Regions from separate parts of the Sus scrofa genome. Here region 1 is linked to region 2. The links are chromatin contacts, called in public HiChIP or PLAC-seq maps. All regions are on one chromosome and are shown on one strand. Each heading gives the region's core, a stretch centred on a gene start, on an enhancer-like site or on the middle of the called end of the contact. The rest is flanking DNA. Distances are from core to core; before and after follow the strand shown. Region 1 overlaps ATXN1 (ataxin-1). Region 2 overlaps ATXN1 (ataxin-1).

What was found. HiChIP or PLAC-seq counts read pairs in DNA pulled down with a chosen protein or histone mark.
Region 1: a contact with region 2 is called in an H3K27ac HiChIP or PLAC-seq map of skeletal muscle. The contact joins two enhancer-like sites. A contact is called at or near these places in 1 of 5 promoter capture datasets (liver), 6 of 47 Hi-C or Micro-C datasets (embryonic fibroblasts, epiblast stem cells, heart right ventricle and 2 more) and 2 of 2 datasets of contacts at active chromatin or transcription factors (alveolar macrophages and skeletal muscle).

Annotation. Positions count from the first base shown.
Region 1 is chr7:12,713,466-12,716,341 of Sscrofa11.1, reverse strand. ATXN1 (ataxin-1) reads left to right here. Exons shown (of 8, transcript XM_021099774.1): 2 at 2,472-2,613. Among named protein-coding and RNA genes, the nearest start is that of ATXN1, 16 kb to the left of the region's middle. Within about 2 kb of position 1,386, at least 29 of the 83 cell types and tissues checked have an H3K27ac peak or open chromatin away from gene starts, as enhancers often do. A contact at or near this core is called in skeletal muscle, where this site is marked.
Region 2 is chr7:12,617,024-12,620,014 of Sscrofa11.1, reverse strand. The region is part of intron 2 of ATXN1 (ataxin-1); the gene reads left to right. Among named protein-coding and RNA genes, the nearest start is that of ATXN1, 110 kb to the left of the region's middle. Within about 2 kb of position 1,479, at least 5 of the 83 cell types and tissues checked have an H3K27ac peak or open chromatin away from gene starts, as enhancers often do. A contact at or near this core is called in skeletal muscle, where this site is marked.

The DNA of each region.
Region 1 (2,876 bases), core at 137-2,636, 96 kb before region 2:
TTTGAGACTTGAGAGGGCAGAGGTTTCCCCTGATTATGGTGTTTAGATTTGGGCTGAGAACTCCTTTTTCTCTACTTAGGTCCTCTTTAACTGACACGGTTTGAACGAGTTGTTTAGCAGAAGTTTTTAGTGCTAATTGTCATAGCTGCTGAGCTGTAAACATTTACGCTTCTAACAGTCAAAGAAATTTTTTTGTGTGTCACTGTGCATGGCACATTGTCCTTTATCACACCCTGAGCTTTGGCCTCCTCTCCCTGAAGTATTTATAGTATCTTCTGTATTTATATTATTTCTATATTTTCTTCTCATTACTGACTTTCACATTAGTATTATTTAGGCCATTTAATCTTCCACTATTAGTAATATTCCACTATTAGTAATATTGTGTTACGTTGCTCTGCTGGGCTTTTAAAATATTAAGTATTCCGTTTCTTTAGTGGATATGTATTGTATAAGTCTGTAAGCGATTTTCTCGTATATTATTGTTGCAACAAATCCACTCTGCTTTGCCTTTATTCTTGCGTTTCTTCTCTGATGGAACACAGCAAGTTGTCTTAACTCTTAATTACTCTAACTAGTGTAGCAACACAAGTGCTTTTGAAATAAGTAGGCATGCCAATGCGAGAGTGAATTAATATTTTACAGCCTTTGCCTCATGTTTGACTGTTCTCTGCACTTGAGCAGAGACTGTAATTTGGACTCTATAAAACCTTATCTGCCAGGTGATATGTAAATAGGATTGTGTGTGCACACGTCGATTTGCAAGCCAGCACTCTCTCAACTGTTAGCTCATAACGCAAGCACTCTGCAAATCCCTGGTCCCCGCACCTTGTTCACAAATGATGATCAAGTATTTTGATGCCTTATTTGAAAACGACGTTACTAGATAACACCAGGATCACCCCACCCCTTAAAACATGTACTGTGTGAGAGTAAACGGAATTCTGTGCGCTTCTATTTAACGTGACCCCTATTTATATTTGTAACTCAACAAACTTCTTAACGGAGGGATAGTGTCTGCTAAGGACTTCAAGGATGTTACAGTCCAGAACAGCTTTCTTCTTCCTTAACGCTTACTGATTACCTGTGGGGAAACCAAGGCCCAGAAACCTTACTTCTGCCTCTAGGTCCCAGGCATGCAGTAGATGCTTAAATAAATACTTGGTGAATGGGTTAGCTTGAAGGAAGCCTATTTTGGCTACTGTTCATTACTTTGAAAAGTGTTGGAAGGCAATCGAAATTATTTTCCTTTCCAGCTGGGCTGTGCTCTTAAAAATAGTGAGTGTGTATGGATGAAAATAATCATGAGATGTGTTGCCATGTACCCAAGGATAATTGGCTCACTTACCTGTTTACAGATTATTCACATTGGAGATCATATTCATAGCTCCAGAATAGTTTCTTTCTGACACCCAATATAATCCTGGGCCTTCTCCTTCCTACTGTTACCTGGCGTGGGCTTAGGAAACCCAAACTAAATTTAAAACCAGCCTAAACAAATATGCAGATCAGCTCCAGTAATCAAAGACTAAAAAATCAGCCCAGCCATGACCAGTTGGGGGAGTCTTTTATAATAACAGTGCTACCGATTCCATGTAATGTGGACAGTTGGGAACCACCAGTATTTTAAAATATTTTTTGAAGAGATAGGGCTGGCACCTATGTGAGCCGTTCAAGTCCTCACCTTCTTCCATTTCTATGCGTAGGTCTTTACCTCACAAAAACTACTACAAGCACCAAGCTCCCTGATGGAAAGGTATATGGAAGCTTGATTCTTTCTCTCTTTCATTCATCCATTCACAGATTCACTCATTCATCATACAGTGGGTAATTTTTCCTTAACCATGAACAGGATGTTGTGGCAGAATGAAAGTCAAGTAGACATACATTCAGTAATTAAATCATTGACAGTTTAGCGGAAAGTCTAGTGAGTCTGTGCATACTTAAAATTTTTTTTTTTTTTCCTGCATTCGATTCTTTTTCTTTCTATCCCATTAGACTGGTGTGCTAATAACTGTGGTGTTTCATGATTCTCCCTCAGGTTGCATGTTGATGGTATAATATATGCCTCATGAAAATTAGACTCTGGCTCAATTACTATTCAATCCATGCCCATTTTCACCTGATTGTCCTGTGATTACTCTGATGTGTTTATGAGGTGATTGGTTAGAATCATTACAGAAAAGCATGACAGTAGCTGGCGCACATGGGGCGACCACGCTCTTAATTTGATTGAAGGAATGACCTTTTTTTGTGTGTGTTGGCCTCCCTCCGAGCCCTATGGAATAGAACCAGACCTGCCTTTTGCGCTGGCTGGTAGCTGTGTGATTCTCAGAACACCATGCAAAACGTGATGTTCTTCAAATTTAGATGTCAGTGCTTGGACGCCTTCAGGTGGAAATGGTTCTTAAGGCCACGTGTTCTGTTTTTCATTTTGGATTTCCTCTTCTGCATCCCCCGGACCCTTGCAGGCCGATCGTGCAGCAGATCGCCAGGGTGTCCCATTCAAGCTGCAGATTTGTCTGTCATCGTCGGACGGCGGCGGCGGCGGTGGCGGCAGCGGTGGCGGTCCCCTCTTCCTCGTCCGCGGCAGGGAAGTGTGTCTCACATCAGGTGAGAGTTTTGCCTTGCTCTCTAGTTTCCATCCGAGGATAAAGCCTGACGTGGGAAGATGTCCTACTGGCCACGTTTGCGCCCTTTGTAGCCGTGGAAGATCTTTGCAGACCGTATGTGTGGGAATTGGAGACATCGCCGAGGTTTTTTTCAAACTCGGATTCGAAGGATCTCTCTTTTTGACTTCTTTGGTTTAGGAAGTGGTCCACGTTTGACTTTGCAGTGGCTGATTGTCGTGTGTTGGGCTCGAGCCCGGCCATATG
Region 2 (2,991 bases), core at 230-2,729:
ACAAAATTAAAAGAGTAAATAAATAAATATTAAAAAGAAAAATGGAGCTCCCTGACACCATTTTTCCCAATTTCCATTCACCAGCTTCCATCTTGGTGAATGGCAACTCCATTCTTAGAGGTGTTTGGATTCAAAACTAGGAAGGATCCTTTTTATGTCTTTTATACCATTGGTCAACTTGGCCTTCAAAATATATTCAGAACTCCACCAGGGCCCACAGCCTCCTCCCCCGGTGTCACCTCTTTGGTCCATGTTTTGCATGTCTCACCTGAATTTTTGCAGTAGCCTAAGTAGGCTTTGTGTTTTCAACCCTGTGCTTTTATAATCTCTTTTTCACACAATGGACAGAGTGATCCCTTAAAACACAGGGCAGATCCTCATCCTCCTCCATTCAAAATTCTCTAGTGTCTTCCTATTTTACTTAAAGTAATAAGCCAAAGCCTCTGCAATGGCCTATAAGGCTTTTTGTGATCATAACGTTATTTTTCTCTATCTTATTGTATATGATGATGTATATATGTATAATAAATGCTTATAAATGTATATCTATGCAAACACATATTCATATGTTTTATTTATCAGTAACTTATTTTCTAAGTGGTGTAAGGGAGGGGAAATCTCTTTCCAAGCAGAAGGCTCAGGAGTTCCCATTGTGTCTCAGTGGTAACAAACCTGACTAGTATCCATGAGGACGCAGGTGTGATCCCTGGCCTTGCTCGGTGGGATAAGCATCTGGCCTGGCTGTGGCCGTGGTGGAGGCCAGCAGCTGTAGCTTAGATTCAACCCTTAGCCTGGGAACTTCCATGTGCTGCATGTGCAGCCCTACGAAGACAAAAATTAAAAATAAAAATAAATAAGTAAATGGAAGGTTCCTTTTCCAGTTCTATTTGTGGGTTGGAACACCCATTCCCCCACTGACGGGGTATTCCATCGTGAACCTATCACTCGCTTTCTATCTTTGTCTAATTGTTGAGTTTTAGGAGAGCTATCCACTTGATAGATCATACAAGATAAACTTGTGTTTGTGTTTGATTTGGTACACTCAGTTCTACACGTGAAACTATAAAAACAACTTGAATTACCATTGGGAACTCATTATGGAGAACATTTACTTATGTCCCTTTAGCTGATAGGTCAGGAACTAATTCTGCTTAGGAGATGGTGACTTAAATTTAAAAATCCCCTTAGCTGCAAAACTAAGCCTAAAACAAAAACAAAAACAAAACCCAACCAAAAACAAACCCTCATGGCTTTGAGGCCGCTGGTTTTGATTTACTTTGGTATTCTGTACTTTGCTGCTTTGGCTGCTTCGAAGAAAATTATCACAAAAATGCTTATCAAATTTTAAAAGCCTGTAAGGATGTCATCTGGAGCGAAATCCTTGTTTACGTAACTCGCGTTCAGTGTTCAGGCATATCAATGAATGCTCTAGGCCTCTGGTGTTCTTTTCTCCCTTCTGGACTTTTAGTCTTATCTCTATTTATAACTTCAACTGGCAAACAAGAACCCGGCAGGCAAAGGAGATTAAACTCCAGCCAGTTTGTTTTGTGGGTGATGAGCAGCACTGCTGAAAAGTTTGCTGGAGCAGGAACGTGTACTGCAATATTTGCTTAAAAGGAGGTGTGTAGAATTTTCAGTGGTTTTCTTTTGATAAAAATTTTTCTCCTGCTTATTGCTCTATGTATAACTGAGGGTCAGCCATAAATCACAAAGTGAATCACTTCCAACTTACCCACATCCACAGAGACAAGAATGGAAAATCTGGTCTCTTAGATGAGTCTTTTTTTTTCTTCCTCTCCTCTGCAAAGAGTCTAAGTCTTACTCCTCTGGACACCTGGCATTGGCAGCCAGAGAAGGGCCTGGAGTTCATAATATATACCTCTCCCAGATAATTTTGCTTTACTCGGTGGCAAGAATATAATCCAGAAATGAAAATTTTTTAGGGCAAAAAATAGACAGAAAAAGAGAGAAAGGATGCTATGAGAAAGTATTGTGCTTCTGGTAAACTTTTCAAACCAGCGCATTCCTTTCCATTCAGTGACATTATGTCCATTAAGAGTCTGTTGGCATTGGTGAACTTGATGAAACATTGTAAATCAACTATACTTTACTAATAAAATAATAGAGTTGGTTGGCATGAGTGACTAAACCCAGAGTCTAATCAAACATCAATTAATTTGCTGTGTGGCTTTAAGAGGTCCATCAACCTCTCTGGGTCAGCAGCTTTATTCGCAGAAGAATCTTGGACTAGGTGACACAGACAGTTCCAGTTCTAAAATACCAGGACCTAAAGCTGGTAACAAATCAGAGAAATGCAGCAGTTTATTTTTAGTAAAAGAAGATTGATAGCAGCCAACAACTCTCAGTGGGCCCGCTTAAATCCTTCTCTCTCCAAATTCTGTTTTTACCAAAACTGTAAACTAAAGAGGGTTTGTCATGCTTTGAACTTCCTGGCTGGAGTTGATTTGTATCAATATGTTACTGTTACACATTTGAGTGGGAGCCCAATTACATTTCATGAAAACTGCTTAGGAAAAACTAATAAAATTGTAACAACCCCACTTTCAGTGGGTATTGATGGCATCAAGAAAACAAAAAAGCCTTTGCCATTTTCAGGCAGTTGCTCTTCTAGCTAGACTGAAAATATCATGGCCTTAGACTCCACTCACTTGTTTAAACATTAACCAGCAGTGGCTTTCTCGGGCCCCTCCTCGAAATCTTGAAGTGCCTACATGATTTGAACCAGGTACTCACAACCCCCCAAAAGTCCTTTTAAAAAACAGCGCACATTCTATAAAGTCATAGCTTCAGAAGGCTTTCAAGGAATTGATTATTCACTCAGCCACCAGTGAGGCACAAAAAGTGTACCCTCTCTCTTACAGTGGTGTCATTTGATGATGAGATCTTTGGCAGTTGCCTCAGGACCTTTGGCGATTCCTAGAGGGTTTAGAGTTACCAGGAGGATGCAGTCACTGTGGTTAGAGAATGGGA